2 separate regions of the Mus musculus genome follow, and region 2 is linked to region 1. Evidence: chromatin contacts called from public Hi-C data. All regions are on one chromosome and are shown on one strand. The core of a region is the stretch at or near the end of the contact, and the rest is flanking DNA. Distances in the headings are between cores, read along the strand shown.

Region 1 (4,407 bases), core at 1,451-3,950:
CCAAAAGGACAATCTCTCTGTACCTGGGAACTAACTCTCCATGACCCACAGCATGTCTGATCCCTCCATTTGATACTTATCATCACCTCTTGATTAGATGTCTAATGATTTAACATCTGTCTTCTCCATAAGGACGGGAGCCTACTATCCCAAACCCCTGTCTAGAGCAGTACCAGCATTTACCTGATACTCAGTGGAATGAATCAAAAGAAATTGTGCCTCTTCTTTCTACTTCAGATCTAGCCTTGAGAAAGTTTTGAAACTCTGCTGCTTTCATCTTGGAAGTCTCTTTCTATCCTTTCCCACTACTCCGTCTTCCACTAGGACGCACCATGCCATTCTAACACTGACCTGACTGGCCTCTTGCTCTGGCCATTTGGTCTTCTCAGACCACACAAACAAATCTCTTTTCCTACATATGGTCTGGTCTAGGTGTCTTCTTCCTCTTCATGGAGCTGCTTATTGACGTGTGTCTAACAGCCTGGTCTCTCTCTCTCTCTCTCTCTCTCTCTCTCTCTCTCTCTCTCTGTCTCTCTCTCTCTCTCTCTCTCTCTCTGTCTCTGTCTCTCTCTCTAGCGGCAGAGGTATTCACAGCCACAGCATCATCAAATTTAACAAAAATGGTTTATGGGCAGTGTGGAAAAGTAACACAGAAGAAAGCTGAAGAACTAGGGACCAGTTACCCATCCTGTTAAAGGACCATGTTAGAAACCCTAGGAGTGTGGACAGAAGTAAGTGGGCAGAATCCCAGAACAGTCATGACAACAGAAACAGCTACATGGCAATGGGAGGGGCTGGAGAGAAACAGAAAGGGAAAAAAAATCTATTCATGCTGAAGTGAGATAGGATTTCCACACTTGTCTACATCTGAAGGCTAAAAATAGAAACATTTGGAGAGGAATCTTTTAATTCTTCTGACATGGGCTATAAGAAGCAAAGTTTGCAGGAATGGGTGTGTCTCTCACTCTGGGTGGTAAAATTAGAAAACTCTTATTTTGGATGCTCCAACCTTCACTCCTCTCTACCCTCTGCCTAGTCTCTCCATCTTTGTCTGTGTAGAAAACTCAATTAGGAAAGAGTCAGAGACATTTATCTCATAAAGTTATAAGGTGGTCATTTTATATACTGGCAAAAGACAGTGTGTCGTCAAAGACACAACTAGCAATATGTAAAAATATATGTGACGTGCATAATATTAATCAGGTTGTTGGCTCAGGGACAAAGACCTCATGTAAACCCCTTACGGAGAGGAAAGGGTCATTTGTACTTATGGTTCAGAACTCTCAGGTTGTGGCAGCTTTATCTTGTATTCACATGCACATGTGCGCTCTCTCTCTCTCTCTCTCTCTCTCTCAAACACACACACAAAATTTGTATGCATATATATACACAACTTAGAAAAATTGGGCTATCTTTAGAATCTGGGGCAAAGAGATATTCTTTTTACTTTTCTGTATTTTTGAATTGTTTATAATCACCATAAGGCAAAAATTTAAAAAGTGAACATGAAAGATTCCTGGGAGACAGACTGCTTCTCATGGATCCTTGGAACCCGCAGCATGTGATAGGACTGGGTACATTATACAGAGGAAAGGAGAGCTGGATGGTGACTGGTCAGCTAGCAGAAGGTGGGTTTTCTGACTGCTAAAGCATCAAGGAGTCTGCCCTTTAAAGAACATTGCAGGGCTTGGGATTGTGTGTGAACTGGCTCTTTGGTCTGTCAGAGGGCTTCACTGAGCAGAGCCACTTCTGGAGCACCCTCACTTGTATTTCCTGCACAACTCAAGCCCCACTCAGGTGCTAAAGAGTGTTGATTTCACTATGTTCCCATCCCCTCTTTTAACAAACAAGGCTGCTTGATTAATGGAAGTCTTTGTGTTGATATCTCAGTCATATTGTATTTTCATAGCCTTAAGAGTGGAGGTCTCCCGCTGAAGGAGGATGCTTGCTGTCGCTCCTGTGCCTTAATACACACAGAAGAGCCAGGGCAAAGGAGGGAGAGAGAGGGAGGATCCCAATACCAGTTTCTGGTTATTCCTGAATATTACTTATAAATGGCTCTGCATTTTCTTTTGACTGGCTTCCCCACCCCCTACTTCTGAGATCTGAGTTGTGCTGCTGTGAGTTGCTCCCTCTGTGGGAAGATGAACTTCATAGCCAGGAGAAAACAAACAACAAAACAAACCTCCACAGCCCTCAGCTCTCTCCAAATTTCCAATTTCCTTCTCTTAGGAGGAAGAGGAAAAGAAGGAGAAGGAGGAGGAGGAGGAGGAGGAGGAGGAGGAGGAGGAGGAGGAGGAGAAGGAAAAGAAGGAAAAGAAGGAAAAGAAGGAGAAGAAGGAGAAGAAGGAGAAGAAGGAGAAGAAGGAGAAGAAGAAGAAGCAGAAGCAGCCATATGCTTTTTATTGCAAGGACTTTAGTAACTAAACTGGAGGGGGGGGTGTCCACAACTTTGAAAATCGAACCGAATCTAAAATTCTTTTTCCCCCTAATTATTAAAAACGTTCAAATTCCTGATTAAGGAACGCCGGAGGGCAGAATGATCTCCAAAGACGTGAATGAAGGAAAAGGGTGAAAAGAAATCCCAGCTCTGCCTGGAAGGTTCCCTGTGAAAGAGCCCGGCTCCCTTGGTAACTCCAGGCCGCGTTTTACAGGCAGCCGCATCTGCCTCCCCTGTCTCTTACCTCCTGGATGTTAGGAACTATTTGTGGTCGGCGTGGTGGAAGGACACAGTGAGGCTCTCACCTCCGCCCCCCGCCCGTCGCTCGCATCCCCAGTTCCATCAAAGCCAACCCGGGCCAGCGCAGGGATCTCCGAGTTGCGAGTGTGCTGAGGCTGGGACTGTCACTCATTCTCCGCTCAGCGCGTGAACGCAGCTCGGCAGTGGCTGGCAAGAAACAATTCTGCAAAAATAATCATACCCAGCCTGGCAATTGTCTGCTCCTCGGTCCATTGCTCCGCCGCCGTCCACAGTCGCTTGCAAGGGGAAGGCACTGAATTTACCGCGGCCAGAACATCCCTCCCAGCCGGCAGTTTACAATGCTGCGAACTAAGGATCTCATCTGGACTTTGTTTTTCCTGGGAACTGCAGGTACATTTTAATTTAATTTAATTAAAAAAAATCTACATCGGGTCTGTTAATTGTCCGCTTGCCCCTGTCTTCTCTCCCTATCCCCGAGAAGCCCGGTTCTTTTGGCTGGTTTTGTGTGTAAAGCAAAGACAGCATTTTCACTGAGCTGAGAAGGGAGCGCATCGTATCGTCCTTGCTTGGCCAGCCAAACCCGTGCCCTCCGGGACGGCGCTGGACGCGGCTGCCTCCCCGCTCAGTGGCGGCCGCGCACGCCCTTCCCACTTGTGTGCCCGCGGAGGTGGGACAGGGGTATGGGGACCGGGATGCTGCCGTGATGGGCAGCGCTGCTTTCCCCTTCCCCGAAGGCGGGTGGCGGATGCGTGGCTCGGGTGGTGTCGCCCCCCAGGCTCATCTTTCACCTAGAGGTGTTTGTCAAGCTTCGAGAAGAGTGAACAATAAGGCTGGGGCAGTTTTACCCCCACCGTTATGTCCCGGGCTGGGGTAAAGTGAGGCTTGCAGCCTTCGCTTACTCCCCCGTCTTCCCCGCCCCGAATAACGGTTTGCAAAATGGGGCAACCACCGGCAGCACCGCAGGGCCCTGTGGTCGTTCCTGCACCCCCGTGCAAATGACGTTAGTTTTTCATTTGCCAAATTGCTGGGTAGTTGCAAAACCTGCCCTCGGCCGGGAGCACGGAGGGATGGGAGGGTCCAGCGCCGCGTTTTGACAGGAGGAAGTGCAGAGGGGCGGAGGGTGAGGAGGGCGTGATCGGGGCTGCCTGGTTGTGTGTGTGTGCGCGCGCGTGTGCGCGCGTGTGCCTTTACACGCACCGAGAGCCTAGGGTTGCACGGTGCCAGCGAAGAATGGCAGGTAGCCAGCTGCCCAAGACACCTCTTCCTTTCTCTGGGCGATATTCCTGATCCTGGCAAAGTGTGAACAATGGGGAGCTCGGGAGAAAGACCGTAGCGACGCTGTCGCGGGTGGCGAGGGCTGTGCCACCGCCCAGAGATCCTTAGCATTCGGGAAGGGGGCGCATTGCATTTTGGCTATTTCCATCTCGGCTTTCCCTGGAAAATTCCTCAGTGTGCCCACCCTCCCTTCCAGCTGCTGCCCCTACCCCACCCAAGGATTTGTGCTTTGGCGTCCCAATGGACTGGGAGAGGGGGAAGCAAAGGGCACTGGGGCCGCCGAGAGCTGGGTGGGATGGGCCGACAGCTGGGGCGGGGGGGGGGCGTGTGCTGCCAAGCACCAGCTGAAAGCAGGCTAGGCGGAGGAGACCGCGCATGGCTGTGGCTTCTGCCTGGTGTGGCTGTACTGGTCCAGATCTCTAAGCCTTGGG
Region 2 (4,831 bases), core at 1,028-3,527, 75 kb before region 1:
CTTCTTTAACTGTTCCTACCTTATATACTCAGGCTTGGGTCTCTCACTTGAACTCAGAGCTCACCAATTTATGTAGTCTGATTATCCAGCTTGTGCAAAAGGATTCCCTGTGTCTGCTTCCTGCACTGGGATCACAGGCCGGCTACTCATACCTACCAAAGATTTACCTGGGTACTGAGGATCCAGATCCTCCTTCCTCCAGTTCTTATGTTTGGTTGGCAAGCATTTTACTTGTTCAGCCATCTTCCCAGCCCCACCAGACCTGATTTTTGAGACGGCATCACTGATTACCTAGGTTGGATGTCCTATAAACTTCCTGGATCTGCCTGTCTCCATCCTCTGGGAGCTAAAGTTCCAGATGTGTACCACCATGCCAAGCTTGCTCAGCAGGCTCTTTATAGACTAAGCCATCACCCCAGCACAGATTTCTGATGCTTTAAATCACTCCTGTATGACTCCTGTGTGATGATGTTTGAGACCTAGGCAATCAGAGTGAGCAAGTCTTTAGTGGTCACCTGGATTAGTCACTGGTAAAAGCTCAAGTTCAGTCCAAGAGCACAAAACACACAGGTCTCAGAAGGATCATTCAAGTTACTACAGCACAAAAGGTTCAAGAGACACATCCCTACATCCCTGCCTCCCATGGGATCTCCATCGTCAACTGACAGTCAGTAGAGACTCCTTGTCCCTTAGGATAGACAAGTGTGAACCCCAACTGAGAAGGATGTTCCTGGGAACTTGAAGGAAATGTATTGAAGCCTTCTTTCATTGTCCCCTTCCACTCTTGGCTAACAGCCATGGCTCCTGTCATCTAGAGGGTGCTTACTGGCTACTAGGGTCATGTGAAACTCTTTGTTAAGGATGTTTCCCATGAGTAAGTAAGGCCTGTAGCTTCTGTCACTCATAACAGGTACCTCCACTGGTATGCAGAGACCCAACTTGCAATGGTTAGAGATGACTCATGAGGAATGACTGGGATCAAGTCCAAGGTCAGGCCACCATCGGACATATCTGTTTATTCAGCCTAGTTATTTGGTCCCCCCCCCCCCGAAAAGCAGTTTTACTATTTATATTTTTAAACTCAGTGCCATTTTGACCAGACTGAAATGAACACATGGGAAGTCTACCTGGCACAACAGGAGATCAAGAATGGACCAGGAAAGTGTCAAGGACATGAAGCCTGGCATAAATGTTGAAGTGGGTCGCTCGGGGAAAGTCCCTTGGAGAAAATGGCCAATGAGTGGGCTCAGCTTTCCAGGCCTCTGCCAGAGTGTAAAAGCAAAGAAAGAAGGTATGCCCTGCCAGCCATTATCCTCACCTAGAACCACAGATGTTACTTACTGAGTCCTGTCCAGATCAGAAGCCTCCCAGGGAGCAGATGCATGCCCAGTGAGCACAAGGAATAAGTTTCTGAGACAAGTCAGAAAAGAAGGACTGGGTGATGATTTTCCACTCTGTGGAATTAAGCTTGTGGAATGCCTTGAGTGCATTAATACACAGCTCTTTCCCCAAATCCACAGTGGTATACCCGCACCTCAGCTATTGGGTCTGTAAGTCCCCTAGGTGTATAGCAACCTCTTCAATATTGATCAAGCCACTGAATGCCCCAATGGACATTTCTTGTAAAATGTGAGACAAAAATTAATTAACTCATTAATTAATTAATAATACAGTTTTGAAAACATAATTATAATGATAATGATTACCATTTTGCAGACTTCCCAATATTGCTGGGGCTGCTAGAATAGCAGGGAGCACGCCAAGACCGCTAAGGATGGGTAGCCTCGCCTCCTTGCTAATCCTTTCTGATTTGGCAGACCAGGTGAAAAGCTACAGTTTTAACTTGCAGGAAAAAGAAAGCACGGGTCCAATCCTGAGAGGGAGAAAGAATCCAAAGCAGAAGAGAAACAGAGAGGGCCCGGGGTGTAGATGGTTTGATTTTCTGCCCCCAGTTAAAAGGGTTAAGACCAGAAAGCAGCAATATCAATAGTTGTTTTGTTTGCCCGACAGAGAAAGATTGTGTTAGACCCCTACTGACCCGCAGCTAATCCCCTTCCTGCGGGTCTGGAGAAGAGCCGGGTGCTCTGGGCTGTGTGTAGTTTCTGCACCTTGAGGCTGAAGCAAACAGACTTGACAAGCAAGCTCAGCAACCACAGACTCTGCTCATCCACCCAGAAAGCTGGCAGGAACCGCCTGAAGGGAAGGGATTCATTCTCCTCCTTTACTGCCTGGAGAGCCAATCACGGGGGTATATTCAGCCAGCAAGCCAGCCAATCATATCATTTGACAAGACAAGGACCAATCATCTTGCTTCGTCCATCTAGGCCACTGCATCTCTAACCTCCTCCCTCTGAGGGCTGTTTCCCATCATTGCCAGGGCCCTGGAGAGGAAGGGAGCTGAAAGCCCCAAGACAGGGCAGTGTGTAAGCAGGAGAGCTACTGGTGGGAAACACCCTGAGCAAAGCCCACTCATCAAGTCACTCTTTGTTTACTGGGCACCATCCCTGTCTCAGGCCCTGCAAATGTGAAAGGCAGGATGATGTTTAAAGCCTAGTTGAGATAGAGTTGGTAATCCCAGCACCTTTACACAGGCACCAGGGAGAGCAGGGGCGGGGGGTGGGGGGGGAGGGAGACTATGAAATCAAAAGGCTCCTTAAAATAGGCACCAGGAGCCTATGGGGATATATCAGGAAACCCTCCAAGAGATGATATAACAACAGTCAGGCCTGTCATAGCCCCCAAGATCTCTCGAATACGCCTAACTGATTGCTAGGCCCGCTGTACTAAAATGGCTCATAGTGGTATCCTCAACCACTGGTATGTATCCTCTCAAACAACTGGAAGCCAAAAAAATTGAGATCCAGATGTGGGCTGCTTTCCTCTGTGGCCTCTTGAGAAGTCATTTCCTGGTCTCCTCTCTGTAATTATATCTTTGTCCAAATTCGCTTGACTTGTAAGGACACTAGTCACATTGGGTTAGAACTCCCTCTAATGGCCTCATTTACCCCTATAAAGACTATTATCAGTCATATTCTGAAAGGTAGGAGTTAGACAGACTGTGAGTATATAAACTGAACAGGACACAGTTAAGCGCTGACATAATTTTTACATTGGTTTGAAAATGTGATCTAACTACTGACCCCATCCCCCAAGAACACTATGACCAAGGTCTTTCTGTCCTCTGAGTCTTGGGTGCTAAGTGACTCAGACAGGCTCCAGTCAGAGAGAATGGATGAAGAAGCTCAGGTCCATTTGCAGAAACAAGTCCATCCCTACCCCCATCTCTTCCTCCAAAAGCTGCCCATCACTTAAAGACTCGGCATCCCACTTTCACTGCTCACTGGCCCTGCATAGGGGGTATCTCATGTCATTTTTCTCTGTGATAGGTACTGATGTTGCGTTAGACTTAGTGGGAGGGGACAGGAAGTGAGTAAGAGGAGATGGGGAAGGGGAGGAGAGAAGCAGAAGAGGAAGTGAACGCCATTGGTCTGGTCCTTACCAGTCAGCCTGAGTTCCCCGAGAAAAGTTCCCAGTATCCCCAGTCTGCAGTCACAGGGTAAAGAAGTGCTCAGTGACTTTCAGGTGACACCGTAGGATGTGGGTGATGTGCAGAGAGCAGGGAAGAGACATGCTCTGAGTTCCATGCTCCGCAGCTCAGTAAGACTGACCAGACATTCACTACATACCAGGCACAGGCACCATGTCAGGAGCCAAAGACAGATGAATGAGCTACAGTCTGCTCTTCATGGATCTAACAGTCTCCTGGAGGAGACCATGTGCACAGTCCACCTCAGGACAAGTTATGCCCATGAAGTTCATGGAACAGAGAACAAAGACAGCTGGCCCAACATGGGGTTTAGAGGAGCCTATGTATGGTAGGAGTCACTGTCTGCCCAGGATCTTGAGGGGCTGAGGAAACTGAGGAGAGGAAGGTGTCCTAGCATGGGGTTGGCATGGACAAGACAATGAGAGCCTGGAGCATTGAATCCGTGAGAAGCTTGGAGCAGGTCAGTCATCCTGGTACCCAACTACAGTGTGAGGGAGAGAGTGGCAAGAAGAAGAAGAACAGGTAACCCGCAGAAGAGAGCGCAGAGCCAGCTCATGGAACATGTGAAGTGACTTGAACACTCTGTGGCATTGTATTTCACACGACTCAAATAGGCACTGAGCTCTTTAGTGTTGCCAGAGATGAAGACAGTAACTGACCAAGCAGGGAACTCATTGGGGACTCAGTTCTTACCTCATGCTTTGGGGCCCCAATGAAAAACATCCTGCAACGGTTAAAAAGTACCCATTGCTTTGTCCAATGAAGAGTCTACGGAGAGTATTAAGCAAGATATGAGATGGTACTAATGTTCCATCTGAACCTCAGGGGTACCAATCTGGAGCCAAGGACCCGTGTGGGACATAACTGAAACATTTCAGGAAGAGAAATTAAAAAAGAAGTTGAGAGACAGAAGAAAGCATTAGGAAGATGACTTGTGGACTGGCTATTGATACAGTGTGAAGGAAGGATCTACAAACAGTAGTGCATCTAGGACTTGGATGCCTGGATGCATGCTGGTGGCTTTACTACAGAAAGGAATCAGATGCATGCCAGGGTGGACAGATGAGGAATGGGCTGTTGGCCATGTGGAATCTTGGGTGCTAGTAGATCAGCCGTACAGAGATTCTCAGGGGACCGTTTGACCAAGTCTGATTGAGCACAAACAGCCAGACCCAGGGTCTTAATATTGCAAATAGATTTCAGAAAATGTACCTTTATATTTTAAAGTGTGCCCATAAAGACTTCGGGGCTCTCTATACTGTCTTATCTCCTTTTTCATCTGGC

Evidence for each region. A called contact is a pair of places that touch in the nucleus more often than the background predicts.
Region 2: a contact with region 1 is called in a Hi-C map of olfactory sensory neurons, with 3 times the contacts expected there. The contact joins the enhancer-like site here to the promoter of Ncam1 in region 1. A contact is called at or near these places in 3 of 39 promoter capture datasets (the 3T3-L1 cell line and frontonasal cranial neural crest), 16 of 484 Hi-C or Micro-C datasets (the HL-1 cell line, the N1E-115 cell line, the Patski cell line and 10 more), 5 of 115 datasets of contacts at active chromatin or transcription factors (embryonic stem cells and neural progenitor cells) and 1 of 9 other capture datasets (pancreatic islet).

What each region holds. Positions count from the first base shown.
Region 1 is chr9:49,797,362-49,801,768 of GRCm38.p6, reverse strand. It overlaps Ncam1 (neural cell adhesion molecule 1), which reads left to right and starts at 2,700. Exons shown (of 19, transcript NM_001113204.1): 1 at 2,700-3,091. The coding sequence starts at 3,040.
Region 2 is chr9:49,871,222-49,876,052 of GRCm38.p6, reverse strand. No RefSeq gene overlaps it. Among named protein-coding and RNA genes, the nearest start is that of Gm25633, 48 kb to the right of the region's middle. Within about 2 kb of position 2,277, at least 114 of the 459 cell types and tissues checked have an H3K27ac peak or open chromatin away from gene starts, as enhancers often do. A contact at or near this core is called in the N1E-115 cell line, cerebral cortex, cortical glia and 5 more, where this site is marked.